2 separate regions of the Macaca mulatta genome follow, and region 1 is linked to region 2. Evidence: chromatin contacts called from public Hi-C data. All regions are on one chromosome and are shown on one strand. The core of a region is the stretch at or near the end of the contact, and the rest is flanking DNA. Distances in the headings are between cores, read along the strand shown. Region 1 holds the start of SREK1 (splicing regulatory glutamic acid and lysine rich protein 1). Region 2 holds the start of SGTB (small glutamine rich tetratricopeptide repeat co-chaperone beta).

Region 1 (4,427 bases), core at 297-2,796, 440 kb after region 2:
GTGATATGTTTTGGTTGAAATATATGGGGGAAATCTGATCTCATAAAGATAAGGTGTTGGAAAAAGGAAAACTATTTTATAGCCTTTCCAAGTAGTTCTAGATATTATTCTTTGACACTGTACCAAACTTACATGTGGTAGTTTCTTAGCCTGCATTGCAGTGTGGACTGAATCTGAAACCACTTCAATTAAGTACTGAAATCCAACAGTCTATCTTGCACATACCAGAATCTTTTTGCCTTTGTAACGGCACCCACTGGCCATTTGAATAATAGGTGTCCACTAAGTTGTAAAAATCACAAAAATGTTGACATATTTCATTATATAATGTCAAAAATAAATTGTTAATATCATGCTTCTCTTACTAGAAAAGTCTCTAAGTACTGGAAAGCTGTCAAGCTTAAGTTGGTGGATACATGTGTAACAAAATTTGTATTTTCCCGTGAAAATTCAGAGCTACACTAGTGTTTTTTCGGAGACAACCATTTCACTTGGGCATGTAGCGGCAGTAGTTTCCATTTTTTCACACATATTCTTTAAAAGACGTGTATGCAAGCATGGATTTGAAAATATATATATAATTTTTAGTTCTTTATGAAGGACATTTTTAAAGTGAAACTAGCATATTTTAAAACCTGAAATGTTGTATGATGTGAAGAATACAAAATGCAACTACCAGTACAGACTGGCGCCACTGCCTTGATTGCTGTTAAGGTGTCAGCAGTTTAATCTTTCACGTTACTAGTGCAAATGTCAACAAAGTGAAAAAGGTCAACAAACTCTTAATATTATTATGAAAATCGTTTTGACCTTGCCAACCCACTGAAAAGGTCTCGGTACCCTTAGGGATCTGCGGAGGGCATTTTGGGAGCAGCTGCCCTGGACTCACTACTGTTGTCTCTCATTAGGTTGCAAGTTCTATGTGAACTGTCTGTAACTGTCTGTTACGTGCCCTTGCCTCATAGTGCCTGGGACATAGCACTCAATAAACATCAATACCTGTGGAAAGAGCGAGTAAATACAGGTTATAAACCTTGATCTTACTGCCTCTTTCCTTAATTCAACCTGAACCTACACATTTTGTAAAATTTTGTTTTTTTCACAATTAGGACGCTTGCCAATTTTTTTAAATAGTTGGAGTTGGGGTGCTGCCTGTATGTGATAAGGATGCCCTATAGTTTGGTCAAGTGTTTTTCTGTGTTACCCAAGAGTCATTCCTCCTTTACAGTCCCGCACCAGCAGGCCAGGCCGCTTGGTTTCCCAGTCCGAGACCGGAAGGAACCGGGTAGACAGGAGCACAAGATTCGCATCGACTTTTGGGGAAAACAAAAACACCGAAAAACAAAACACTCGCGGAGAAACCAGCAGCAGCAACAGCCCCAGGCACCCGGGAGCAGGAAGCCGCAGCCCCGCGAGACCCGCCGGGTTGCCGGGGCGACGCTTCCGGCTGGCGCGCGCAGCCCCGGGAGCAGGGGAGTTGTGAAATGGGCGGCTAGATCTGCCCGGCGCTGTGAATTCGCCAGCGGGAGCGCGCTCGCGGCCGCGCGTTCTCCGCTTTCCCGGTTCCGTCGCTGACGCGTCGTAGACGTTGGGGAGCGGGAAGGCAGCGGCAGCGGGGTCGGGATGAACAGCGGCGGCGGCTTCGGTTTGGGCTTAGGCTTCGGCCTCACCCCCACGTCGGTGATTCAGGTGACGAATCTGTCGTCGGCGGTGACCAGTGAGCAGATGCGGACGCTTTTTTCCTTCCTAGGAGAAATCGAGGAGCTGCGGCTCTACCCCCCGGAGTAAGTGCTGGTGCTCGGCTGGGGGAGGGGCGCGGGCGCCATAGAGACCTCGGGAGCCGAGGCGTGGGGGAGAGCGCGGACGCGGGCGCGCGGTGCGTGTCACGTGATCGCCCGGGCTTACCTTAGTGCCCATGTTTGATTACGGCACCGGGTTCCGCCGTCCGGCTCTCCTTACTAGTCGGATTTGGGGGGTTAACTACTGCACGGAGCCCTTACCAAGGATTTAGAATGGTTGCCCTTTCCGTGCCTCCGGGACTTGTGTTAGCTCATGGGTCTTCGAATTCCGTGCCCCCTCCTCCTCATTTCCCCCCGAACTTAAGATGGCCGCAGGTGGGCCCGGAACAGCCCTATGGCAAACGCCTCATCGCGTTTTTGCACTCTGAAAATCGCGGAGACCGCGCGTGAGCCACTGTCCGGTTTTTAAGGCCTTGGTGTCAGGCCGTTTTGCTGACGAGAAAGCCTGCTGTTGATGACAAGATGGAACTGGGGCTGTATTTGTTTCCCAGGACGGTCACACAAAACTTAGCATCTTGATTTATCTAACCGAGCGCATCCATGTTCCCAAAGATATGTCTGTTCGCCGTTTTGGCAACAGATTAAATTTTTCTCCTGAAAGGTCACACTGTCCCAGAGCTTTCAGAAAAAGTGTCAGTCGGTGCAGGGTTATCCCTGCCGTATACATTTAAAATCCAGATCTTGGCTGGCATTCACGGCTCGCGGCCACTTCCCAGATGGTGTATTTTGGAATGGTAAAATTTCCCTCGTACGATATTATCTATTTAGAAAACTCGCAAGGGGTTTGCAGGTTGTTCACATTCTTGCACACATAAACATTTTTTTTTTTTGATAGTAGATCTTACAGTATTAAGATCCTCTGTTTTTTGTTCGTTATATCAAAATCCTTTGAGGGAAGGGGTAATTGTTACCCAAGATTTCTTTCTTTAAAAAAGAAATTGATTTATTTCCTAGTGATGCATTTAGACCTGTTTTTCTTTAGTTTTCTATCTTAGGTTATAACAGTGCTGCTGCATAGCTATGTCAAAGTTGTGTGGTTATTTTTTACTTTTTAAGTTTTTCTTGTCTGCTTTTTGTTTTGGAATATTTCATCCATACAGAAAAGTTGAAAGAGTAATACATTGAACATCCATGTTCCCTTCACGAGCATTTTGTCTTTTTTTGGCTACAGTTGATTATTAAAATTTCCCCAGTTATTCTAATAATGCTTTTTTGTCTGTTTTTGATGTAGTATATAATTAGATATACTGTCTCCCTTGAATATGCCAAGTAATCCATGTATTAATAGTTATCTCCTTTAATCTAGTACAGTCCCGTCACCTTTTAAAACATTTGAAAGTCGTGACATTGACATTTTGTTCTGTAGTTCATTTTGTCTTGTAAAATGACCCATAATCTGAGTTTATATAGATGAGATATATAGAGATATGTGCATATATATATCTCTCTCTTTATATTTCTTCATGACGAGATTCAGGTAGTACATTTTTGACGAGAATACTGCATAAGTGCACGCACATACATTTTGATTGATTAACCATGGCATTATTGCTTTAATTAACTTTTGGAAATGCTTTCAGCCATCTCAATTTAAGCTCTCAGAACATTTCTTAATAATTGAGAATTATTTGGGGTGAGTGCCGTATCCTGCAGGCATTGGAATCAATCAGTAAAATATTTTGTACATGAACCTTTGTAAATCTTGCTTTCAAGGCTGTGGTAATATGGTATCTCATAGGTAGAAGAAATATATTGCAGAATGTTCTTCATTATCAACATAACATTTATTTGGTTGAAACCTGGGTTTGGGTGACAACACATTACCAGTTATTAACTGACAGTAATGGGCTACTTTTTTGAAATCAGGTGTTATTACTTGGAGTTTAAAAGTCAAAGAGAATAAAAAGTACTTAAACATATGGAAGATTACGGTAGTGTGTGTCACAAACTGTAACACATAAAACAAAATTATTGCATACATGTAACATATATAGGCCAGGCAAAATCCTTAACTAGTTTTTCCGTAAGTGCAATACTAGATCCCTCATTCATGTTTTAAAGCAATATTAACATGCTTTATTCACAGGTTTTCTGCTTCGTAATGAAGTTGTCATTGCCTGGTCCTTATATTAGAAGACGTGTTTGCAGATTTGGACCGAAATGGATAAAAATTGCAATAGTAGTAGTTGTATTGAAAATATATTGTTTTACAGTGTCACATAAATTATTTTATGACATCTTTAGAACCGAGTAGAAAATCGTTTTAAAATTGGAAATATATTCATATATTTATTTCCATATATATATATTTCCAAGTATATTGGAAATACAGTAATAGAATGTGAAAATAGTTTCTCATTTAAATTTTATGATTGAGCCAGGTGTAGTGGTGTGCACCTATAGTCCCAGCTACTCAGGAGGCTGTGGTGGGTGAAAGCATAGCTTGAGCCCACGGTTTGATTCCAACCTGAGTAACATATTGAGATCCCTATCTCTTAAAAACAAAAAATGACTAAGTTGCTAATATGAAAATTCAGATTTTAAACTTAATTCTTTTGGCATGATGCAGTGGTTGAGTTTCATCTTTATATTTTAAACGTTAAGAATTTTTTAAGGTTAGGGAATTCT
Region 2 (4,563 bases), core at 365-2,864:
CCTCTTAATTTGATGTTAAACAAAACAAGCTTCAGAAAATGGAAATACGATAACCTTATAATCAGGCCTCTCCTTGAAAGATCAAAGAAAATTCTGATTTTTGTTACAATAGATCATCAAGCTGGGCTTACAGCTATTTTAGTCCTCGTTTATAATTATGATATAAATGAACACAAAGAGCAGATGCATACCTTCCAAACTTTCTTGTTCGTCGGAGGTGTAAGTGTCCATCTGACTTTGTTCCCGTAAGAAACGAATAACCGCATAAACCAGGTGCTTGATAGATGACATTTTAGAAGCTTAAACACTTTTCCTTGATAAGAAAAATGAAAACACTGAACTAAGTTATTCTGAAGAATCAATCAGAAAAGTCATAAATTACAAAGATGATACGGGTTATAAACTGTATTAAAGGTAAAAACAAAACACAAAACTGTATGACCTTTCATCTTTTTTTTTTTTTTTTAAGAGTCAGGAGAGCACAAAGTATTGTGAAGGTAATTTATTACATATTTTCATTAATACCCAGTGGTATAAGAGTATGTTAAATCTTGGAACAAGTAAAAATGTCTTCAAAACAAGTACAGCATAAGCTTAGACTGTCACTGAGTATCTCACCATACCGAAATCCCCTAAAGGCCTCAGTACTAAGTTGAGAGGCTTTCATACTGCTGACTAAAAGCTGATCTATAACCAAGCATCTTCCTCTATTTCATGGGACCTAAAAAAAGTATTAATAATGTACACTACCTACTTTTTGTAGGTTGAGAGTTATTTGATGAGGAAACACATTCGCGAAAGGTTGTTCAACTGGTGAGTGTCGTTCTTAATAAAAATGGCATTTCTATTTAATCAGCAGACATGTCAGGAAATCGCTGCCCAAGTCGATGGATACTACAAGTCGACCGGCGCTCCCTGCAGAGGCTGTGCTCTCGTGGACAAGCTGGAAGCTCCCGGTCATGTTCATTCACATGGAATACTATCGCATCCAAACAGTGGCGCAGGGCCAGCCGGCATTCATGGCTGATTTCCACTAAATCGCATCATCCATCTGTTCCCCAGGTTCCCTAATTCAAAGCCAGGGTGTGGTACCCGCCGCTATAATGTTTATGATTTGTGTAGTTATTTTAAAGGCGATGTCAGCCTCTAGGCCACGGGGTCACAAGCAATAAATAAGGCCCCAGGGCAGAAGGTAAAAACAGAAAGGGGGGAAAAGGGGGTGCAAAGAGGGAAAGAGATGCCCAGCCTCGTCCAGGCTTCTCCCCCTTCCTCTCCCCAGAGCGCATCGAGCTCCCCCTCCCTCCCGTCCTCCCTCCGGCACCCGGCCTTGCCTCGGCCCTGCCCGGTGTGCAGCGAGTGCCAGTGCGGGCCTCGGTCCGGGGCGGAGGGAGGCGCACCCTCGCCAGACAGAAGCCCCCTTACCAAGCAGGAGGACGCGAGACGACGGCTGCTGGCCCGCGGGGTTCCGTAGGCCGGCCCGCCCGACCCCTAGTCCTCGGGGCTGAAGCCTGGCTCGGGATCGCAGCACTGGGCGAGGCGGCGCAAACCTCCCCGGCCCCCAGGGCGCCAACCCCAGAGCCCACCCGGCTGTGCTCTAGCTCCAGCGGCCGGGTCTGGCCAGCACCGCCCCTGGGGCGGGGCCGGACGCGCGGGCTGGGGCGGGGCACGGCGCGGGGCGGGGCTGGTAGGCGCCGGCGTGGAGCTGCCGCACGTGGGAGGGCGCTGGCCCGGCAGCCACTGTGGCCTCTGCGGCTAGGCCGGCTCGCGACTCCCGGGCGCCGAGGCGCTGCCGCACGCCTTGTCGCGCCACGCTGAAGGACCACGCGCCCACCGCCGCCAGCCTCTCAGCGCTCCCATGATCGCCCGGTGCCTTTTGGCTGTGCGAAGCCTCCGCAGGTACCTCCAGCGCGCGGGTTAACCTTGGCCGTGGGCAGGGCGGGGTCTTTCGCCGTGTGGTGCCTGGAGCCCGGACCCAACCCTTCCCGACCGCGCCTCTCCTACGCTCCTGGGACGCACCCTCCCCGCGGCTTGCAAAGTGGACCCCTGGGCACACCTGGCGCGGCCACCTGGGGCCACCTTTCCCGCCTCCGCTCCCTCGGGAGGACGTCCATTCCCCTTTGTTTGGGACTGCCTCAGCCGCAGTCAGCGAGGCTGGTCACAGACGCGGCCCAAAATGAATGCAAATAGTTTGGATAAGAAAATCATTTCACTTTCAACCCCAATGCAGAACTGCACACCTGTCATTAAAAGTGCCGCAGCTGTGGACTCAGAACAATTTTGTTTGCTCCTTGCGCCCATTATTAGCGTTCCAATCGTTTAACATCCACCTGAGATGAAACCTCTTTGGTGGTGTTGCTTATTTCCGTCCATGCTCTCTAACTTCCTTTTTTATTTTCCTCCTCCCCATGAAACAAACATTCTGCCTCTTGCTGGTGCAAATTGACCTGGCCCAAAATGGAGAAAATGATCGCTTGTACACGGCCTTGGGCAGCCTGAGCTGCTGTTTTGGATTGCTTCCTAGCCCTCTAACCACACCCCACTGCAACAGACCAGTAGCAAGATGGTGAGGGAATTAGATTCTTTGCACGAATGCGCTGGTTTTCGGAAACAATGCCGCCACCATCCCCGTTTCCAAATCTGCCCAGGACTGTAAATCCAAATGAAGATTCAACAGAAAAAAGAAAATGTGTGCTTCTTGCTAGCTATCAACAAAACTACTTTGTAACATGTCAGCATTTAAGCTTTCTACAGTTCCCTTTTGCACATTGCCACTCCTCTGAATGGATGGAGCTTTTTGTTGCTCAGTCCGTAGAGTTAGGGAGCAGGCAGGCGACAGTGGTAATTACAAAGAGTTAATGTGATGATCTGTGATATTTCAGCCTGTCGTTTTTTGCTGGTCTCCAGGCTGCAATCGATATAACTGTCAAATGAAGTTATACCAAGAAATGAAGATCTTCACATAATGCAGGTGTGAGAAGAGGAAATAAATCTTCATATAAGAGCAATTCTCAAACTTTTTATTCTCAGGGCCCCTTTACCTTTCAAAAATTACCGTGGACCTAAGAGCTTCTGTTTGTATGGTATATATGTTTATATTTACCATATTAGACATTAAAGCTGGAAAAATTTTAAGTATTTGTTAATTTACAAAACAGTAATAAATAGGCTACGTGCCTAAATAATGATTTTAATGAAAAATAACTATTTTCCAAACCACCCCCCCCCCCATCAGTGAGAAGAGTAACATTGTGGGGTTTTGTTTTTAAAATTGTGGTAAGATATAACAAAATTTACCATTTTAATAATTTTTAAGGGTACAATTTAAAGTGTGCAATTGAGAGGTACAGCCAACACCACTGTCCATCTCCAGAACTTTGTCATCATCCCAAACTGAAATCCTGTACCTATTACATAATAACTGCCCATTACTTCCTCCCCAAAGCCCTGGTTAACCATTATTTTTTCTTTATGAATTTGACTATTTCAGGTCCCTTATATAAGTGGAATTATACAATACTTGTCCTTTTGAGTCTGGTTTATTTAGTATAGTGTTTTTTAGGTTTATTCATATTGAAGCATGTGTCAGGATTTCCTTTTTAAAACTGAATAATATTTCATTGTATGTATATATCACATTTTGTTTATCCATTTGTCTGGACATTTGGGTTGCTTCCACCTTTTGGCTACTGTGAATACTACTACTATGATCGTTAATGTGCACATGTCTGTTTGAATCCCTGCTTTTAATTCTTTGGGATACCGTATGTACCTAGAAGTGAAAATTGCTGAGTCATAGGATAGTACTATGTTTAGTTTTTGAAACCATACTGTTTTTCTTCAGTGGCTGTGCCATTTTTACATTCCCATTGGCAGTACACAAGGATTCCAATTTCTCCACATCATCATCAGCACTTATTTCCTGGTTTGGTAACAGTTATCCTAGGAGTGGCATTGTTTTGCATTTTTGCAAAACCAATGTGTGACATAATAGAAGGTAACTGGATTCTTATGTCTGCCTCTGCATTTAAGCTGCTGCACTGTTTCATTTTGGTTTAAGATGAAGAAAATCCCACCTCACAGTCATATGAAGTTGGAAAGAAGAATATTTTAATAGCTTTTTAAAGATAATCATGGATATTCTTTGATATCACATCAAAGTTTGACAAATGGTAGCTTTTTAAAGGTTAGTTACAAAGTGGAATCTGAAACTATATCAATGTACTTTTTTTACACTGTTACATTAATATCCATTGGTGTACCTTACACTTTGAATGGATGTTGGATCGATGCCTGATATTTTAAACATTAAGCATAAGTCCTTCGGAAATTTTAGTGGTTCACTGTGTTATACAGTTCTTCCTAATGTTGACATATTTCATTATACAGTATCAAACAATCACTTTCCTTAATGTCTTCCCATTTCATCAGAAAAGTCTTCAAGTATTGGGAAGCTGTCAAGCTCACAGTGGCAGATAGGATTTTCCAAAATGCTAGTTTTCACTTGAAAGCTAGAATTGTATCATTGGCAACACAAACTGTCAGTTGTTTTACTTGAAGTGACAG

Evidence for each region. A called contact is a pair of places that touch in the nucleus more often than the background predicts.
Region 1: a Hi-C map of fetal cortical plate shows a contact between it and region 2, with 2.2 times the contacts expected there. The contact joins the promoter of SREK1 here to the promoter of SGTB in region 2. A contact is called at or near these places in 3 of 14 Hi-C or Micro-C datasets (cortical neurons, fetal cortex germinal zone and fetal cortical plate).

What each region holds. Positions count from the first base shown.
Region 1 is chr6:74,258,085-74,262,511 of T2T-MMU8v2.0, forward strand. It overlaps SREK1 (splicing regulatory glutamic acid and lysine rich protein 1), which reads left to right and starts at 1,547. Exons shown (of 12, transcript XM_015140151.3): 1 at 1,547-1,784. The coding sequence starts at 1,624.
Region 2 is chr6:73,815,661-73,820,223 of T2T-MMU8v2.0, forward strand. SGTB (small glutamine rich tetratricopeptide repeat co-chaperone beta) reads right to left here and starts at 1,615. Exons shown (of 11, transcript XM_015140127.3): 1 at 1,423-1,615; 2 at 192-313. The coding sequence starts at 291. NLN (neurolysin) reads left to right here and starts at 1,725. Exons shown (of 14, transcript XM_078004772.1): 1 at 1,725-1,896.